Regions from separate parts of the Arachis hypogaea genome. Here region 2 is linked to region 1. Evidence: chromatin contacts called from public Hi-C data. All regions are on one chromosome and are shown on one strand. The core of a region is the stretch at or near the end of the contact, and the rest is flanking DNA. Distances in the headings are between cores, read along the strand shown.

Region 1 (5,531 bases), core at 1,622-4,121:
ATCATCCGAGTAGTAGGGATAATAAACATCCTCCCAAAAGTTTAAATTGATTTTGGGGTTCACCAAGGATCGAACTCTTGACCTTTCGGATCTAGAGCTCTAAATCCTAAAACTATGTCATGGTACCACTCATCCTAAAAACTTCAACTGATGGGAAAATGTAACACTAATGATTATATCTCTAATACTCCCTAAATCTCCATTGTACGCATTGTACAAATATTTCATTGGCTCTTCATACTTTTCCTTTTAGGTAGTGTTTATAAATCTTGTTCATTGATTAATTATTATTACAAGAGATTACGATCGTGTTAATCTTTTATATTTAATATTTTGACTAAATTTTAATTTTGTTATTAACGTTTTAAACGTCTCATTTTAGTTCCAAAAAATTTTAAATGGGTTTAATTTTTAATGTTGTCGCACTATTAAATTTAACAAGAATAATTAACATATTAAATATGCAATAACGTTCGATTTCAGTATATAAATAAATTGACCCTCTAACAATCACCAATATAAATGATTTTGCGTAGATTTTAGAGATTGATCATTGATTACTAAGGGTTTGAAATTTTATACAAAAAAGAGAATGAAAAAAATGAAGTATTACAAAAAGGTTTTAGTTATATTTCTCTAACACAGAAATAAGAATATATGACTTAACTAAAAATACTATTTTTTCTTCTATTGCTATCTTTTTTTTTTAATATTTAATAATTTTCATTCTCAAATCACTACAACAATCACTATAACCACTACAATTACGATTTTTGTCTCTATCCAAAAGAAAATTATTGTAAAAAAAAAAAGACTATCTTTGAAAAAAAAAATTTGACTATAAAATTAAAATATGACAAAATAAAACATTTGAGATAAAAATAAAACGTCTCAAATATTAGGAATGAAATTAAGACTTATTCAAATATTAGAGACTAAAATAATAATTTATTCTATAATCATTTATGTATCTTCTTCTATATACTTAAGTTTTTGATATATATAATATAAGTAGTCTAATTTAGGACTAAGTACGATGTTAGTCCCTATAGTTTATGCTAAAATTTTTTTTGTTCCTGATCTTTTTTTGTATGCAAAATCATTCCTAAGATTCAACGTAGTTTTAAAATCGTCTTTCGGACAATTATACCCATAGTATCATCATCTCCATCACACTTTCATAAGAGAGAGAGAGAGAGAGAGAGAGAGAGAGAGAAGCAAAAACTCAAAGAGTGAGAAGGAGAACGAAGTAAAAACCCAGAGACTCGCGCCCTAACATCACAGCACCTCGCCCTTGCCGGAAAGCATATTGGTGATAAATTCGTATCATATAATTCACATTGGCACAACAGTTACACAAAGATGAACACATGGAGCAAAATGGAAAGAAAGGAAGGATAAGGAGGAGGAGTACCTGCCACAAATTACCACCGGCATCACCGTCCACCATCGTTGCTGCTCCTCTCTGTCGTCGCACTAGTACCACCGTAGTTCGCTGGCGTCGTCGTTGGCTTGGATTCGCGTTGCTGTCGTTGCTGCTTGAGGTCATGCCAACGCCGCCGCGGTAGCGGCCTTCCTCTGCTTGCCTCACGCCGCTGGCGTTCTACCCGTCGCCTCACCATCTCCTCCGTGTCTTGTTGCGCTTTGTTTCTGATGATAGGCATTCACTTTGCCTCTTCTTCTTTCTTTTGTTTATCTTATTAATTAATTAATTTTTCTGGTTTTTTTTATTAATGTTTGTTTTGAAGATGATGATGATTCTTTTTTTTTGTTAATGATGATGGTTTTGGTAATGAATTGTAGTTTTGATTTTGATTTATTTGAGATTGTTGTTGAAGATTGGATTTTCTTGTTGGATTCATGAATAGATAGTGATGGGATGGTAGTGGGTGGGGTGGTGCAGATGGTGATGGAGTGGTAATGGGTGAGGTGGTGGTAGTGGTGAGAAGAGAGAGGGATATTTTTGTCATTTAAAAAATTAATCTGTTTAAAAGGACGATTTTAAAACTACATTGAACTTTAGGAACAATTTTGTATGCAAAAAAAGTTGAAGAGGAAAAAATTTTTTGACCTAAATCTTAGGGACCAAAGTCGTACTTAACTCTCTAATTTACTAGTAGTATATTTTTGCATATATAACTTAAATCAGGGATTATATTTTTAATGACGATGCCAGATGGAGCAAGTCAGATGAAACAATCAATTATTTGCCCTTCTGAATCGAGAAAAAAATATAACAAAATATATATCGTAGATAGAGATGCTGATTGATCTCTATGGCTGCTCTCATTCTTGTTTAATAAAATATCTTCCGTTTCTATTCCATTTTTATCACGGGTCACATTTATTTTCTCCCGCAGAAAAGGTAGATATTGGCGAGTATCTATTGATATTAAGTTAAAAAATAAATTAACACAATTATAATAAAATCCAATACAATTCAACTAAATGTTTAAAATCAAATATAATTTAAACACAAATTCAACATACTAATATACTTACATAACTTATATATATAAGAGCATTTAAATAAATTTCTTTTCGCAGATCTCTATGGGACAGATACCTCAATTCCCGCCTCTGTCTCTATTTATTCATGGAAGTAGATTTTCGTTTTTCATAAAAAATTTGCGAATTCCGTCAACCTCTTCGTCATGGATAATCTCCGTAGATATCCGTGAGCGCCAATTTTTTTTTGTGATTCCCATCCTAACAGTAGGGATGAAAAAACAAATATTTAAAGTTTAAATTTACCTATAATTGTCTTTAAAAAGATTAATATAATAAAATAAATGTAGATACCGAACATAATGCAAGCTTTTCCCTAGGGTCCAAGCTAAGGGTCATATCGTTAAGACATATAAGAGGAAGATTCCAATTTGGGGTTCAAGACTCCAAATGGAACACCAGGGTGGAGCCTTGTCTAAGGTCTAGTATTGGTGTAGTACAAATAAATTAAGAGAGAAAGTTCTCCATAGATTGATAAGATACATGTTTTGTCTTTGCTTTAGCAGCACGTTTTTGGCCTTAAGCTATCACCCATTTTCACTTTTCTCTACTAACTCTCTTGTCTTTTTCCTATCAAATCCAACACACTCTCTTCACCACTTCATCCTCCTTATTTTTTCCCTTTGGTTTTTTCTTCTTAAGTTCCCAATTACTTAATAATCATATTCATACCCCAAATTTAAAGGAACCGAAAGAAAAAGTTTATTTTTCTATTTTGATGGACGAGCAATATATAAAAAAAAGTCAGAACTTGTCTTATTTAGTATTAATTAATTATCGCAACAATTAATAAATGTAAATAAGGCAAGTTATGGTTATTTTTAACTGATTTTCTTTGGTTACCAAACATTTCCGATATAAAAATAGCACCATACTAAAATGAATTAGTACAATCACTTATGAAGAAAAGAGATCTTACGAAAAGGATTATTGATCATTAAACAAATATTCTAGGATAATAAATTTAAATCCTTTTCGTAAGCACGATTATAATCCTAAGGAGAGAATTTCCAACTCCACTCTGTGCATCTAAAATTGGACTTTCTAAAATGAAACCAACAACTCAATCTCCATTAGTGAGATAAAAAAAAAAGCGCATTATATATTTCATTTCCAAAACTATTTTCTGAGATTTAAAAATTAATATTTGAACCTTTTTTTTTCTCTCAAATGATTGTATGTGTATTGCGTTTGACCTAAAATGATTGTGATATTGATAATATGGTGATAACATAGCTGATGGAATGAAATTAATTTTTGTAGATGATTAAGTGAAATGTAATAATATATATATATATATTACTACATTTCACTTAATTCGTTATATATTTAAGGCTAATTAAAGAAAATTAATCAAAGATATAGTTGCGTCAATCATATGTGGGTCTTTCTTTTCTATGTTGGCGCCTCTTTGTCAATTACCTAAAAAGTAAACACAATAGGATATGGCTTGTTGTTATCTTTTTTCTTTTTTTTCTTTTTTTCTGTTGATAATATTTTCATTGCTACTTTTTTTATTTTTTTTTCCTTTAATAAATTGTTCAAACATATATTTGGTAGACTACTAGAGTTTGATATTTCAAATTCATTGTATTCTTTCTTAATAGAAAATTTTGATTTTTAATTTTTAACAATTTTTTAAACTGATTTTAACTGACAGTTTTTTATTTAATTTAAGCAGAGAATATTAATTCCCCCCAAATTCAACATTTTTTTATTGTAAAAACTGCTTAATCATTGGTAACGTCAGGTAATGAGTACAATTATTACATAATAATGATGGGCTAATTATTGGCATAATCTCACTTTGGTACTTTTTCCCAAAAACGTAAAGGAAAGTATAGAATGTTTCCTAGCTATTTAAAGTTAAAAGAATAATATTGCTAAGTTCATCATCAATTATTACTTATGGAGCCATTTATAGATAATCTACCGACATAAAAAAATCTGAGAATATAAGAAAGTGATTATATGATATTAATAAAAGAAAATTAATTTTACTACTCTTATTTTGATAATATTATTTTTTTATAAATTTATATAAAATATAATAAAAAATTAACTGGAGTGATATTTTAAGAAATAGGAGTGATATTATTATTTTTCTATTAAAATACTAACAACTAAGAATTTGCTTTGATTGTTTTTTTAATTTAATACGTTTTTGTTGAATTTCAGAAAAAAGGAAGGAAAAAAAAACACAGTCACAAGCATTATATTTTAAGAAATGGGTTTAGTTAATTTGTATTCTAAAACATAAATTAAGATTGTTAATAATAAAATTTTTAAAATATTTTATTTCATTAAATACATAATAAGTATATTGAGAATTTAAATTTTATATGTTTTTATAATTTTTTTTAATTTATAAATTTATCATGTATCTTTAAAAATATATGTTAATTAACTAACCAAGCCCTAAAGAAATTTATTGGTGATATGTGTTTAGAAGCAACGTGGCAGTTTATTAGCCCTTATATTAGATTATTAGAGGGTTGTTTGAGTTAAAATTAAAAGCGAAAAAAAGCAGAACTTCATCTTCCATAGAAGGGAGTAACATTGAATTGAACCCCCTAAATTATATGTTGACCTAGGATATATTATTTATATTATTTAACAATACAATCTCCAACTATGCCAAACATTGTGATGTTCACCAATAAGTGAGCATTGAGGAGGCTTTCCTCTACCAAGATCTGCTTTTAGAGTATTTTAATGATTTATAATAATTTAGGGTGGATTCTACCCTACACACTAAAATAATACAGACTTTGAACCCATGTTTAAGTGGCTCAATGAAATTTAGCTATATGTCTAATTTAATCCACCTAGGTTACATATGACAATACTCTAATTTTTATTTGTTCGGTAGCATATTTTATCCCTAACTTTTTATAGACCCTAACCTAAAAATTCAATCGTACAGGTCATAGTTTTTGAGTTGTAGAACACCATATGAGAACCAACACTAAAATTTGCAATACTTTTTGGGACTTTAAATCTCAATTATAAAATCAATTAAA
Region 2 (5,531 bases), core at 807-3,306, 110 kb before region 1:
AAGGAGGCCCACCGGGCCTGGAAGCCAGAATATGGAAGAGGCCAGGCCACTGGAGGCCTTGCATTATATCTAGATCTATGATGTGAACCCTTTCTTCTCTCTCGAACGCTTCTTGAATGGCTTGGTTGGCGGTGAAGTGGGAGAACTTGACGAAGGGGCTGATTCCGTTGAAGACTTGGAAAGCGGAGGCCACTTTCTGGCTGTGAGGAACGATTGGCAGCGTTGCGTAGATTCCGAGGCAAGAGCTGACCAGCCTTGCGGATATGGCTTCCGAGAAATACGCTGCCACGCGTTGCGCTGATGTGCCGAACGGCGTCGACAGTTGAGAAATTTCTAGAAGCATCTTGTTCGCGTCTTCTAGATTCTCCGCTGAAACTGCTTCTGCGCACTGGAGGAGTAGTGTGAGGAGGTGCAAGCCTTCTTCGTCTTTCTTCTTCTGTTGATTCATCTCCTCCGTTTTCTTTCTCGTTAGCACCGCCATTTCTGTGGCGGTGGCGGTGCTCGTGGTGGTTGCCGGTGCTGTAACAAGATCTTCTTCGGGTTTCTCTTGTTGCGGTGGCTGTGGCGGCGGCGGAGGCGGTGGCGGTGATGGTAAAGTATTGGCCAACGAAACTGAATTGTTGTTGTTAGAATCTAACGGCGTTGGCGGTACTACAGGCCAGTACTGATTCAAAGATGAATCTTGAAAATGCATAGTGCTGTAAGCATGCATGTTTGAAGTATTTGTTTGCTTCATAACCGGAGTTTTGTTTTGTGGAGGCGGTGGTGGCGGTGGTGCTGCGGGCACGGCGGAGGCGGAGGAGTCAGAAGTGAGGAGGCGGAGCCTGTACTCAAGAAGCATGGCCAAGTTTGGGTTGCAAGGGTATATAATCTCCCTGACGTTGTTGATGAGCTGAGGGATTGAGACACTATTAGAGCTGTGAATTAGATCCTTCAATATTCCATCGATCCAATTAGAAGCGGCTGAGCTTTCATCCATGGAAGAAGGCGAAGAAGTAACAACCTCAACAATATTTGCAGAGCTGTTCCTTATGTTTCTCTGCGATTGTGAAGATGGAAAGAGTGGCAGGCCTGAGAATCCGCAAACTGCAGGTGATGTTGTGTTTTGATTGTTGTCAAGTAGGATTTCTTGATTGAAGTGTTGAGCGTAGTTTGGAGCCGAAACGGTTATGGTTGTGGAGGGTATTGAGGGTGAGGAAGAATTGACGGTGTTGATGAGATTGGTGGAAGAAGATGATGATGACGATGATGAAGATGATGAAAGAGAAGGTAGCATCATAGTGGAGTAGTTGGTTGTGAGCGTCACAATGGGGTAATTTGGAATAGTAACGTTATCTCTTGATACAACAACATTACTAATACTATTACTATTATTATTATTATTAATATTATTGTTATTGTTATTATTATTATAAGGATAGTTACAATTACTACCTGTACCAACTGAGGAGCCCTTTTGAATGAAAGAGGAGGTGTTGATGTTGTTGGTGGTTCGACGAGGAAACCTAGGATACTCAGAAATGGTGGTGGTGGTGGTGTTGGTTATAGAAGGGTGAAGTTCCATCTCAGAAGCCATTCTTTTTCTCACCAATTTCCTCTCACAATGAGGCTGATTCATGAAGCCACTACTACCATGGAGAAGAAGCATGTGTTGTTGTTCTTCACCGGCGCTGATGTTGCTGGAAGCACTGGTGAGAGGGCTACTACCACTTCCGGCAACAGCAGCACCGTTGGTGGTGGTGGTGGTGGTGCTGACATTCCCATCTTCGGCAGTGTTGTTACTGGCACCACTGAACAAAGCACAAGCAGCCATGTCTGGGGATAGAGAGGAGAGAAGAGAATCAGAATAGAGTGATGATAGGCTCTATCTTCATATCCTGCTAGTGTGTTTTAGTGTCTATGTATGTATGCACATCAACAATTGTATGTGTAATGTGTGCCTTCAAATAATTAACCCCAAAAGCGTACTGTACAGTAGCATATGGTTAAACAAACAAATCACATGTCTCTTTCCTTTTCTCTATATATTTAAAAACAAACAATACTATTACTATATTCGCTATTTTATCTATATATTTTTACTTTTAGTTTAAAAGATTAATGATGACAAATGAAAAATGAAAAAAAAATTATATTATAGAAAATGATATATAAAAAATAATATAAATATTATTTTTAATTATTTTTCTCACTATTTTTTATACTATTATTTTATTATATTTATTATTCTATTGTCACCCTAGGGCCTCTAATTTTTAGAGCAAAGAATCTAGCAGCACATGTTAAAAATGCAAAAATAGTTCTTTCAATTAAAAAAAGGGTAAAAATTTTCTAAGTTTTCTAACAATATTCAATCATCGTTTTAGAAATGAAAATTTTTAAGATTTTAACAAATTATTTTATTTTATTTATCTATTAAATGTCTACAAATTAATAAAAATAAATAATCATACTTGACTATGGATATTATTATATTATTGATAAATGTAATTTTTAGAATTGTATATTTTAAAACTATTCGAAATAAACCCTATTAAATTATTGTTCCCGTAACATTTGTATATTATCATAATTCCTTCAATTATTATTTCTAATTTGAAAGGGGGCACATCACAAATTACAAACAGATAACGTTGTTAAGATTGGGACAGTGAATGTGTGTGTGAGACTTATAGGATTCTCTCTCTCTCTCACTAGTGTAGTTACAATCTCTTAACACGGTTCTCTATGCCTTTTGCCTTTTGGATGGATCTGTGATCCATGTCTCTGTCTAGCATTCCCATGGTGGTGCAAAACAATAGGGGAGGGTGAGAATGTGAGTGTGAATGTGTGTGTGCATGTGTGTTGGGAGAGAAAGAGAATACAACGCAACACTGTGCCTACGGCGGCTAGCTATTCGTCTTTGTGCATCTTGATCTTATTTATTTATATGGTCCTATAACCATGTTATTCTCTTTTTTCTCTTCTTTCTTTTCTTTAGAGACTCATCGTCAATAGCCAGCCCTAAGCTAAGCATCTTCTTTTGTATTTTTTTTATTGGATCTTTACCATTTCCATTTCATAACATGATGCTTATCAATACTAGCTGCCTACTAACTACCTCACTACCCACAAAACATATATAAATAAAATTTCACTCATTTCATTTTTCTTAAGGTTACTCATGTTGTCTATATATAAAACTCAATTTTATACTTTATAATAAAATTTAATTTTGATGATGATTGACCGTGTAAAACTATACAATGGTTTAAACACATTTTTTTAAAAGTGGTTTAATTATTCTGTTGATCTTTATAATTTTATTAAATTTTTAATTAGGTTCTTATACTTTTTTTATTGAGTCTCTACACTGCTTTTAATTTTGTAATTATATTATTTTCATGTTAAAAATGTTAAAATTAACATAATATTTTTATCAAAATACATACGGTCAAAAATTTAATTAAGTTTTTAATTATAAATATCTTCACTTTGTAAAAAAATATTTAGTTAACTCTAATATTTTTTACATTAGGAATGACTTAATTAAAGCAGTATAGAGACCCAATTAAAAAGAAAAAAAGTATAAGGACCTAATTAAAAATTTAATGAAACTATAGGAATCAACAAAGTAATTAAACTTTTAAAAGATAGACAATGTAAAAAAATTATTTTTTTGACATAATATTACGTAATTAAATGCAGGTATAAATTAAAATTATTTTACTTTTGATAATGTATAAAAATTATTTTTTTTATATTATATAGAAATACTTAATGTTATAAATATTATACATATTTACATACAGATATTTAGTACTCATAAAATAATTAACATTTGGAATCTGATAAAAGTTTTATAAATTTTTAATAATTTTAGTTATGGCAAACTCTTATCACAAAAATAAGTATATACTAGCGCTTGTAAAGACATTAAAATTGAATTACATTAAATATCAAAATTAGTTTTAAATTTTTTGAAAATATTGAGAATAAAGAGTATTATATTTTATCTTTGTACTAATAAAAAAATAACATGTATAATACAGTAGTTTAATAATGAAAAGAGATAAGTGCAATTAACACAAAAATAAAAATAAGAGAGAAAAAGTGAGAGGGAAACGATGTGGTAGGTATAGTATTGCAGTTGTGGTCGGAAATTATAGAATTGAAAGCGTAGAAGGGGGAGATATTTTTATCTAATGCTTTCGTCGTCTTCCATCACAACGAATTAGAACGGGTAATCACACAAAGCTATACTAGTACAAATTTTGTAATTTTCTTATCATGGTAATGTGATTCATACATTAAAAATTTTCATTTTTAGCAAAAATTATGTAACAAAATGGGATTAAAATTTTTATTACTATCACTATATATTTTTATCACTTCTTATTATTATACTTTCTATAGAAATAAAATAATATATTAATGTTAATCTTCAAATAATATTACTCTTTATATTAAGCTTGTTTGTGGAATTATTTTGGTGGTGTTATTATTTATTAGAGCATGCCATGTGATAATGTTACGTTTTTTTTTTTTGGGTGACTATGCTAATGCTACTTTATTATTATTAGAGTGAGAAAGTTGAGATTTTGATAAACCATATCTGATATAAATAATAAATAATTAAAATTATTGCGGAAGTAATAGTGATATCTTCAGGGATTATATAAATATCTTGTATATTTAACTGTTAATATATAGTCAAATTATTTAAAAAAATTATAGGTATCAATCTCTAAATGTATAGTATATTCTAGGTGAAACTAGTAAAAGGAACTAACAAATTATTGCGAAACTAATCATTAATTTTTTTTTTTAAAGTGAAAAACCTTATATAACAATAAACCGATAAATTGAAATACTAACATGGAGAGTAATGCATAATTTATTTAAAATTTTGATAATGAATATATTTAATATATAAAAAATTCAAAAAAAAAAAAATCATCTTTGTCTAGTATATATGTGAAAGATATACTTACATTTTTTTAAAAGTATATCCATGCTTTTCATTTATAAAAAAATTATATTTCATATAAAAGATAAAAAGTTAATAACTATATAATATAATTGCTCCCATGCAAAAAATACGTTATTTAAACATATTGAATAATTAATTTACTATTACTATTAAATTTATTAATTTAATTTTAATATATTGACAGTATAAAATATTTTATACAATTATATAATTATATTTATTTTTTAAATAATTATTTATATAATTAATATAAAAAATATTTTTATTAATATAATTTTATATAATTAAATATACGTATAATACTATTTTACAATTTATACTGAGAATATATTAAAATTAAAAATTTAATTTATTAAGTAAAAGGAATGAAATTTGAATTGATGAAGAGGGAAAGAGAAACAATATATATTTATATAATGACACACATGAAGATGATATTGTACAACTTAACTAGTAAAGTAATATAATACTCATACTAAAGAAAAAGAAAAAGAAAAGAATGAGAATTGACAAATGATAATAAAAAAGGGAATATTGAATGAAGAAGAAAAGGGTTTTG

What was found. A called contact is a pair of places that touch in the nucleus more often than the background predicts.
Region 2: a Hi-C map of an unstated tissue shows a contact between it and region 1, with 7 times the contacts expected there. The contact joins the promoter of LOC112743909 here to the enhancer-like site in region 1. A contact is called at or near these places in 3 of 8 Hi-C or Micro-C datasets (leaf and an unstated tissue).

The regions. Positions count from the first base shown.
Region 1 is chr14:121,848,076-121,853,606 of arahy.Tifrunner.gnm2.J5K5, reverse strand. No RefSeq gene overlaps it. Among protein-coding and RNA genes, the nearest start is that of LOC112743908, 4.2 kb to the right of the region's middle. Within about 2 kb of position 2,871, at least 1 of the 3 cell types and tissues checked has open chromatin away from gene starts, as enhancers often do.
Region 2 is chr14:121,955,956-121,961,486 of arahy.Tifrunner.gnm2.J5K5, reverse strand. LOC112743909 (protein SCARECROW) reads right to left here and starts at 2,056. Exons shown (of 2, transcript XM_025793338.3): 1 at 1-2,056. The coding sequence starts at 1,813.